Regions from separate parts of the Nothobranchius furzeri genome. Here region 1 is linked to region 2. A link is a contact called in public Micro-C data. All regions are on one chromosome and are shown on one strand. The core of a region is the stretch at or near the end of the contact, and the rest is flanking DNA. Distances in the headings are between cores, read along the strand shown. Region 1 overlaps snx19a (sorting nexin 19a). Region 2 holds the start of stk36 (serine/threonine kinase 36 (fused homolog, Drosophila)).

Evidence for each region. A called contact is a pair of places that touch in the nucleus more often than the background predicts.
Region 1: a Micro-C map of tail fin shows a contact between it and region 2, with 18 times the contacts expected there. The contact joins the enhancer-like site here to the promoter of stk36 in region 2. A contact is called at or near these places in 2 of 2 Hi-C or Micro-C datasets (skeletal muscle and tail fin).

Annotation. Positions count from the first base shown.
Region 1 is chr10:47,564,802-47,569,320 of NfurGRZ-RIMD1, forward strand. snx19a (sorting nexin 19a) reads right to left here. Exons shown (of 14, transcript XM_054730570.2): 6 at 4,274-4,374; 7 at 4,074-4,193; 8 at 3,795-3,913; 9 at 3,553-3,640; 10 at 3,355-3,484; 11 at 3,014-3,137; 12 at 2,748-2,932; 13 at 2,584-2,671; 14 at 2,187-2,467. The coding sequence ends at 2,323. Among protein-coding and RNA genes, the nearest start is that of LOC107386477, 11 kb to the right of the region's middle. Within about 2 kb of position 2,885, at least 1 of the 3 cell types and tissues checked has an H3K27ac peak or open chromatin away from gene starts, as enhancers often do. A contact at or near this core is called in tail fin, where this site is marked.
Region 2 is chr10:47,476,520-47,481,277 of NfurGRZ-RIMD1, forward strand. stk36 (serine/threonine kinase 36 (fused homolog, Drosophila)) reads right to left here and starts at 2,537. Exons shown (of 20, transcript XM_054730569.2): 1 at 2,320-2,537; 2 at 2,101-2,241; 3 at 171-248; 4 at 1-98. The coding sequence starts at 2,403. It overlaps adamts15a (ADAM metallopeptidase with thrombospondin type 1 motif, 15a), which reads left to right and starts at 4,529. Exons shown (of 8, transcript XM_015960895.3): 1 at 4,529-4,758. The coding sequence starts at 4,748.

The DNA.
Region 1 (4,519 bases), core at 1,635-4,134, 89 kb after region 2:
AGCCCAGAAATCTAAACAAACTGTAGCAGTAGCAAACAGATGAAGGCTGGTCTAGCCACAGTCCACTGTGGCCTCAGCAGGTCTCGCATAGGCTCAGCTAAATTTAACTCTATGTTTTAGAGAGACGTTGTCTTAGCAACCTTACAAGAGAGTCTTTTTTGTCTATGATGATGGAAGTCTGCAGCAGAATAAAACAACAAAGATGTCGGCGGCTCAAACGGTGCTTTTTGAAACACCTTTGGAAGATTTAGACTTGGACTTTTATTTTAGGACATGAGAAGAATCAGGTAAGTAATTTATTTCTAAAAAGGATGTATTTGCTTCTTATTGTATTTTTCTTCTTTGATGGGTAAGGGTTAGAAAACAGGCTGCCTCGTTGGCTGATTTTGGTAGCGATGAATACGTCATGTTGTTTGTTGCTCTGATTGGTCCAAGCACTTGCCATTTGCGTGCGGAGACAGTTTGAAAGACAGCCGTTGATTTTGCCCCTACTTTGTCTATGGGTCATAGTCAGTGATGGGAATAATGGTGTTAAAAACAACAGCGAAGTTAGTTTTTTCAGTAACTAGTAATCTAATAAATTACTGTCTTCTTTTGTCATGACGCCGTTTCTGTTACCGATAGGAAAATGTGTGCATTACTATAATTCAGCAGTGCGGTGTGTTGAAGCTGTCATCAGCTGATCGGGAGCTAAAGGGGCGGATGTTTTCATCCAAATGCATCATGGCTGTGAGGAGCGAGGAGGACGTGATGAATAGTCTATGGCTGCAGACCCGCAGATTCACTGCTGCAGGTGTGAATTTTAGCATTGTAGTAATTTACAGTAAAGAAGTCAGTTTCATTAAAGTGACAACAATTTTTACTGTTAATCTTGGTAAATATCCATCAAAATGTTGTTGAAAACGAATGAAATGATGTCAAGCTGTTGAAAAATATAAGCAGCTTTGTAACATATAACCATAAAAATCGGGTCTAAAGTACATGGGAGCGGGTCTAAGGGGTGATGCCATGTTTCCTTCTATGGGAGCCCTTGAGGACAAAATGCATTTACTGATTTGTAACAAACAGTTACAAAACTTTCACCATTCATAAACGTTGTTTTACACATGTACCTCTTCATTAGTTGCCAGTGATGAAAGGAAGTCTGGTGTGCTTGTTATTTTGCTGAAGTTTGCACTCCCCAGGGCTTTTTGACCCAAATGAGCATCCATTGGTAAGGTTAACCCAACACAAAAATACTGCTTGCTTACAAAGATTTAGGTATCTACACCCCCTATTGCCAAGAAAAATACACACTGTCACTTTAAATGAGGAACCCATTTTTCTTGCATTCTTTATGAAAAAAGTAACCAAATAATTAATATTCTTGGTAATTAGTTACTTTTATAATCTTGTAACTCAGTAAGTAACTGAGTTTATTTTTGGACCAAGTAATTTGTAACTATAATGAATTACTTTTTAAAAGTTACGTTCCCAACACTGGTCATGGCCAGACTAATGTTGCATGATGTGTTGCAGGTGAGCTAAAGAATAATTTCACTTTGATAAAATCAAATAAAACAGGATGGATTTTAATCCAAATGATTTTTACAAAAGGTGCATTTCAAAGCTGGAAAATGGGATGATCTGCTGAACACAGAGAAGTGAATACACAGGTTAAAAAAGCTCTGAAGTGTCTTAAGGACAGCTCTGGTGGATTAAACAGGGATTCTCTCAAAAACTGCACTGAATCCAAGTTTAAATCAGAACAATCAAAGTTTCTGCTTTTATCTGAGCTCTCTGTGAAACGTTTTGGTAAAGCCAGAAAGAGAGATTGGAAAACCTCATTTAGCAATAATACGAATTTCTTTGAGCAACAGCAAGAGCCACACCATAACACCAGAGGCTAAAGGCAGAAATGGTTCCCTGTTAAATAATAAAAAGAACAAAGTTTGCTACCATCCTTTATCAGAATGAGGCACCAGCTTTTATCAGGGCTTAGAGCTGTGTCAGTGGAAAGGACACATGAGAACTAAGCTGCAATAAAAATCACATCACCAAAAATATTTGGTCACATTGATAAAATAATCATTTATTTTTTTACTGTTATGTTTACCTTTTTATAGAAAAGCCTTTTCTTTTAATCAGTTGAATCGTTCGATCATTCAACCTTTAAAATATGTTTCAATTAAAATCACAATCACTTGCAAACATCATCTTATCTGCAAGAACAAACATTTGCATTAACAAATAAATGAATAAAGTCACAAAACACACTCATGTTGCTTGTTTAGCCTGGACCTCATTAATTTGATCAGTTGCTTCCTGCACTTGAGATCAAATCTACGAGTTTGTTGATCTGATATGGGGGCCGTCCCTCCCCGTGGCTTTAGCCAGAGTCTGCAGCAGAGACCTCTGGAAGGCCTCGTCACATGATTCAGGGATCAGAAACTCCAGCAGCAGGTCACACATGCAGTAGATCAGATGCCTGTATTATAAACACAAACATCAACAAGAACAGAAACCAACTTTTTGTGTGTGTATCATATGAAAAATGTGGAGGTATTGATCTTTTATCAGAGGTGTGAGCACAGAAATACTCACTTGTTTATCTGATGATCCTGTAGAGATTCCAGCATGGTCTCCAAGCTCAGCCTAAACTTTTCACTGCCCAGCATGTCAGCTATCAGCTCTGCAGAAGAACAAAACCTTCAGAATTCCTGCAAATCAAAGCCACCAGAAGTCTCTCTCTGATAGAAGCTTTGTACCAGGGATCAGCTGCATCACACAGTTTAAACACCGCTCCTTTGTCTCCTGTTTCTCTGCTGCGCTTCTCTCGGGTCGGGGATGAGCAGGCAGCCTGCCGCCTGGCCACACAGCCTCCTGCAGCACTTGGAGGTAAATCACCCAGCAGGGGGCACTAGTGAGGTGGGCAGCGCCTACATCCAACCATCTGAAACATCAATCAGGAGTTTAAGACAGCAGGTTTCTCAGTCCGTGGAGTTTTCAACCCTTCAGAAAGAAAGCATCTGACCTCTCAATGAAGGTGCCAAACAGCAACCTGATAGCCTTTTGTATGTTTTCTGTGCACAACCAGCTCCAATGATCCTTCATCAGAAGGCACAAAATGTTCAAAGCAACATCTGCCACAGCTGTATCTGAATGACACACACAGAAAAATGCATAATATTAACTCAAAATGTAAGAATCTCAGTACAGACTGAACACACCATTTATGGAAGGGGACTAGCGGAGGCTTGGACAAACATCAGAGCGATGCTGCACCTGTGTGGAGATTCTGAGACACTGCATGGATCTTCTATAGGAGGCTGTAAAAGGATATTTCTGCATTAACTAAACCAACAAAATCACAACCTGATTTATCTGAAACTCTCTTGTCTTTGACCTGGAGCTCACAGCTCCTCGTTGGTTCTGTCACGTTCAGCCCACATTCCTGCTCCCTGACAAAAGCCTCCAGGCCTGACAGCGACATCCTGTTAAGAACCTGCAGAGCCCCAACAGAAACCAGATCAGCTGTCCCGTTTCTGTTTAAGACAAAAACAGACTCCTCACCGTGCAGCCTTCACTGAAACAGTAGGTCACTTTAGGATGAAGGTCGGTCATGTTCAGAGATGGAGACACTTTGGTTGGGAACAACCTTCTGAAGCACAAAATCGAAAGGAGGAATGAAGATTTAAAGTAAAACAAGAAATAAAACCAAATCTTCTGGGATCATCACACTTTTTGCTTGTCTTAACAGATGGTGAATAACAGACTCAATAGTTTATGCAGTAGAGGATTGATGAAGCCCAAACCTGTACTTCCTGTAATCCATCGTTCGTCCTTCAGTGTCGCCTTCAACGTCCTCCATGGGACTGGGAATCTCAGGGTGAGGGAATGCTGTTCTGAACGTATCTAAAGCGTTTTCCATCATCTTCAAAGGAAAATTCAAACATGAGATTAATAACAGAATTTAAAAAAAAAACAGTAAAAAGCCAAACTATTATCCAGCTTCCGGGTACAGTTTTACCAAGAAACAAAATATAACTCATTCAGCAAAAGTGAGTTTCCAGGTTTGGATTATTTTTGTCTACCTTATCAATCCTCGATTTGTTTAAAGGTTTTCGTCCAAAATACGTGCAGACGTCTGAGTTGATGGCAAGGAACTCCTGCATGTCTTCACCACTGGTTATCTCAGGAATGCTGCTAAGTTGCTACAACGAATAAATCAATTATCTCACAACCAGATTATGCAACAATCCCTCCTTCGTTGTTCACGTTTTCATCCCAATACCTTCAGGAAGGCATCCAGCTGACTTCTACGAGCTTCCACCTTCTCCCCATCCGGACCTCCAAAAGGGAGATCAGGGAACATCTTCTTTGGGCCTTTGACGTCTAAAATACAAAACAATGTCATGTCAAATCTTCCATCCATTCATTCATTGTCTGAACCTGCTTGTCCATGTAGGGTCGCGGGGGGGCTGGTGCCTATCTCCAGCGGTCGTCATGTCAAATCTGTCTCAGGATATTTGGAAATGGT
Region 2 (4,758 bases), core at 1,287-3,786:
CCAAGCAGGATATTCTGTGGTTTCATGTCACGATGAAGAATACGATGGGAGTGTAAGTAATAAAGAGCTGAGACCAGCTGGCAGGCGATCTCTCTCACCTTGGAAAAGGAAACTAATCAATATCCATCATGTACAATCAACCTTCACAGATTAGGGTGTTAGTGTCTGACCTGTATCTCTGGCAAGTGTCCATCATCCTCCAGAATCTGGAACAACTGTCCCTCTGCATACTCCGTTACAACTACGACCTGTTCCAAAGAAACAATACATACTTGCAAAGACTAGGGATGCATAATATATCAGGACCAATATCAGTGTCGCCCAATGGTAGCCATGTTTTAACACATCTGTATCGGTCCGATATGTGAAACTTGGCCGATATTAACAAACAATATCTTTTTCCCATCTAGTAGTCATCTGTGTATGAGTTTCAGAAGGGGAGGGGGTGATAATGTGTAATTGTTTGATTATACCGCAGTGATATAAATGTGTGTGGTGCAGATATGTTATATTATACATAATTCTTATATTTGAGGTGTTTATTGGCAATTAGATATATCAATATACAGGGGAGATGATAAAATATCTTGTGATACTAAAAGTCAGAGATAAGTCATTTTTTGACTCAACTTAGATGCAAAATTCAGACCAGATGCCTCCAAGTGTGTCTAGTGTTATCGCAAGATTTTGTTGCTCTGTCAGTTAAAAACTGTTGCCACCTAGCAGTTGGGGTTTGAATGCATCACACAAAAGAAATATAGTAAAAATTTGCATCTAAATTATCAATAAAAAATAATACACTGCTTTAAAATACTGATTCAGTATCATTACACAAAATATTACAATATTTCAGCCTGTTGATACTTTCGTACATTCCTACTTATATACATCCATCCATTTTCTTCTACTTATCCGGAGTCGGGTCGTGGGGGCAGTAGCCTAAGTCGAGAGGCCCAGACTTCCCTCTCCCGAGCCACTTGGGAGCCAAGGTGTTCCCTCACCAGGTGAGAGACATAGTCCCTCCAATTTGCCCTGGGTATCCCTTTAAGCTTGGTTTATGCTTGATGCATTTACTTTCCGCTTGGTGATGCGGCTCGCGGATGGAACGCGCTTCACAACTCGCAGCGTTTATGGTACGTGCAGCTCATCTCTGCGGTGAGCCAATATTCTCCCAAACTGCAGGGGGCAGCATGGAGCTCTACGGCATGCATACAACACTACACCATAGTAGAAGTAGAAATTACTGTTTACAACATGGCATTTCAGCATTTTTAACAGCGTCCTCGTCTTTTCCGACAGTGCGAGCTATTTCTCTCCACGAATTATTAAACAACATGTTGATCACGGTGATCTCTGAGAGCTGAATCATACAAATGTCTGTATTTACAAACCTCTGCCATACTACTTCTTGTCAGTCCACCATGGTTTTCCGCGTCCATCTGTCCGCATGGTTAGAAATTTTCCGAGGAGCGCGTTGCGGAAATTTTGAGCAGTGCGAAGACGCGGTGGAGGGGCGTGGTTGTTAAAATGACGCAACTTTTCCGCGCGGACCTTCAAGCATAAACCAACCTTTAGGCCTCCTCCTGGTTGGACGTGCCCAGAAAAACTCACCAAGGACGAGAGGAGCAGCGGCTCTACTCAGAGCCCCTCCCGGATGACCGAGCTTTTCACCCTATCTCTAAGTTAGAGCAGCACTCTGCGGAGGAAACTCATTTCGGCCACTTGTATCCGCGATCTAGTTCTTTCGGTCACTACCCAAAGCTCGTGACCATTGGTGAGGTTAGGAACGTAAATCATCCAGTAAATTGAGAGCTTTGCCTTCTGGCTCAGCTCTCTCTTCACCACGACAGACCGCATCACTGCAGACTCAGCACCAATCTGCCTAGCGGTCTCGCACTTCAGCTTTCCCTCGCTCTTGAACAAGAACCAAATTTATTTTAATGTAATATTAATTACTGGGTATAACAACGATATTAATATCGGATATCAATATCGGCCCACGTTTTCATATTGGTGCCTCCCTAGGGACATTACATTCCCCAAATAAAGTTTAGTGTAAACTAGACCATGCGTGTTTTAAACAGAAAGTTATCATCATACCTCAGTTTCAGTCTCAAAACTGTCAAAGAACTGAACGATATAAGGATGCTGAAGACCCCTCATAATTTCTATTTCCCTTTTGAGACTCCGTAGCTCTTTTTCAGAACGGTCCACTTTAGGCATGAACTTCAGAGCCACCACCTAACGAGGAAAAGCAACTCACGGTGAGAAAAGCACAGACGAACAACGCATGAACTTTACGTTCAGATAAACGCGTACTTGGCCGGTAAATTTCTTTCTTCCCTTGTAAACTCGACCAAACGAGCCTTCTCCCACCAGCTCCAAAACATCATACGAGTTCATTATGACGACTTCCAACGGAAAAGAAAAACTCAACAGCAACGATGTAAGTTGGTCAAACAACTACACGTTTTTACATTTCTTGGTCCATATTTGCACAAACTTATATTTAGATGCCAAATTTTTAAAATAAAAGTGCGAGAGATATTTCTATCGACTAATGACAACGACTTTTCTACTTCAGAGCGGCTACAGAGCGTGCAACGTAAAAATCATTACATGCTGCCCAACGTAACTGCCTGTTCAGAAAATAAGTAATAAAAGAAAAGCAATACGGAGTAGTTAGACTTAATGTACATGCAAAATAAATTTAACACGCATGGAATTTTCTTTACTTATAAAAGAAAAAGTACATATAATTTAGTTATCATTTAACACTGAAGTGCTAAAGTAAATCAGGCGTTTCTTTAGACGACTAACAAACCGGAGTCCTTAGCCTAGCAACGGTCGTTGCGTTCCTAGCAACAGACGTAGAATGGACAACAAAAGAAACGCATCAGGTGTCATCGAAAACGGTCTCTGCACGGAAGATTGTTTTTCTTGATAAAATAAACCCATTGAAGACTAAACATCTCAACGTACTGAATCAGTAATTCACAAATGTGTGACGTTATTGTCCCACAAAACAACAAAAAACGAGGTTATTTAGGCTAATGATGACATCATGATGTTTTCCGTGCTGAAATTAAGAGTTTTCTTTTAGCAATTTTCTTAAACCAATTATCAAATAAAAATGTTCGATATCTCGTTGTGGCATCTTTTGATCAAAACAAAAAACAGTTTCTATATAATTATTGAAAAAATAAGATTTACAAGCTTAATAAGTGATCAAATCAATGAACAGAAGAAATAGTTTTTACTATTATCTAAATGTTTGGTGTTTTCTAATTCCAATTATCATTTATCTTTATTTTGTGATAATTAGTTGTTCTGTTTCATTACAATTTATGACTTTATGACTTGTTTATTTATTTTTTGTAAAGCACTTTGTTATTTTTCGTTTTGTGATAAGTGTTTTAGAAATAAACTTTACTTACTTACTTACTTACTATTAAATGGTTTCTGACCTGTCTTACAAACCCTAAATCAAAAGCATGATCAAGAATAAAAAGTAATACAATTGTAATAAAATTAATGCTATTTTTAAATGAATAAGTGGAATTATTTTAAACAATATGTTTTACCCTATAAGTAGCTACCTTATACTTTAGGGTGGAGATAAACAAGTGAACCGTTTATCAAATATTAATTTCTCCTTTATAATGCTGATATTATTGTAATAAAAACCACTATTCATCCATTCATCACAATACCGTTGTGAGCCTGTGTGTGTGTGTATTTGTTAGTGGCTCCGCCCTCTCGGTCTGCCAGGCAAAAACATTTGTTGCATTTTTCAAACATGAAGTGGGAGTGGAGTAAGACTCTGTAGGGGGTGACTTGCTCTTTAAGTTCCAGCACCTCTTTATAGCCTAGAAATCTGGACTGACAGAAGCAGCAAAAATGATTTTCCTCTGCATGTCTCCCAAACAGGATGGCTTGCCAGGCTCTGCTTGAGTTTCTATCTGTATTTGCGTCCCATTGCGAATGTGGCACTGGGGCTAAACCTTTCAATTTTTTTGTTGTCCACCAGATGTCGTGAGTGGTTCACACACGAATAAACTGTGTTCCATAAACTCCTAGACATAGAATAGAATAGAATAGAATAGAATAGAATCGATTATACAGTGGAAATTCACACACACACACACACACACACACACACACACACACACACACACACACACACACACACACACACACACACACACACACACACACACACACACACACACACACACACTTCAGATACAATTGCGGTCAAATTGTGCCATAACTTTAAATCCCACCCTGGAAATAACAGGGACACTTGGCGCTGATGTTACTGGTGTTATAAAATAATCTGATATTTTAGCTTTATTGTGTCACTTCCGATGGGGAAAATGAGACTGCTGTGAGCAGAGAGTCCGCAGCTGCTTTGCGCATCCACTGCGCGCCTTCAGAGACACCCCCCCCCCCCCCCCCACACACACACACACACACACAACAGCAGAGGTTGTGTTTCCATATTTTCACACATGACGGAAATACATAAAGTCCGGAGAAGGCATCAGTCGGCTCAGTCCTCACAGGTGGAAGATGGAAACGGGTCATGACCGGGAGGAGTTTTCTCTAAGTGGACTCGAACAACCGGCGCTGTTTTAGGACTCTGCTCTTTGGATTATGCTCTCCATCCTGATCTGTGGGTTTTACCGCCGATTTTAGATTAGATTCATTTGGACGCCGCTCTTTGCTGAATGCAAACATCGTCATGTTTGTCAG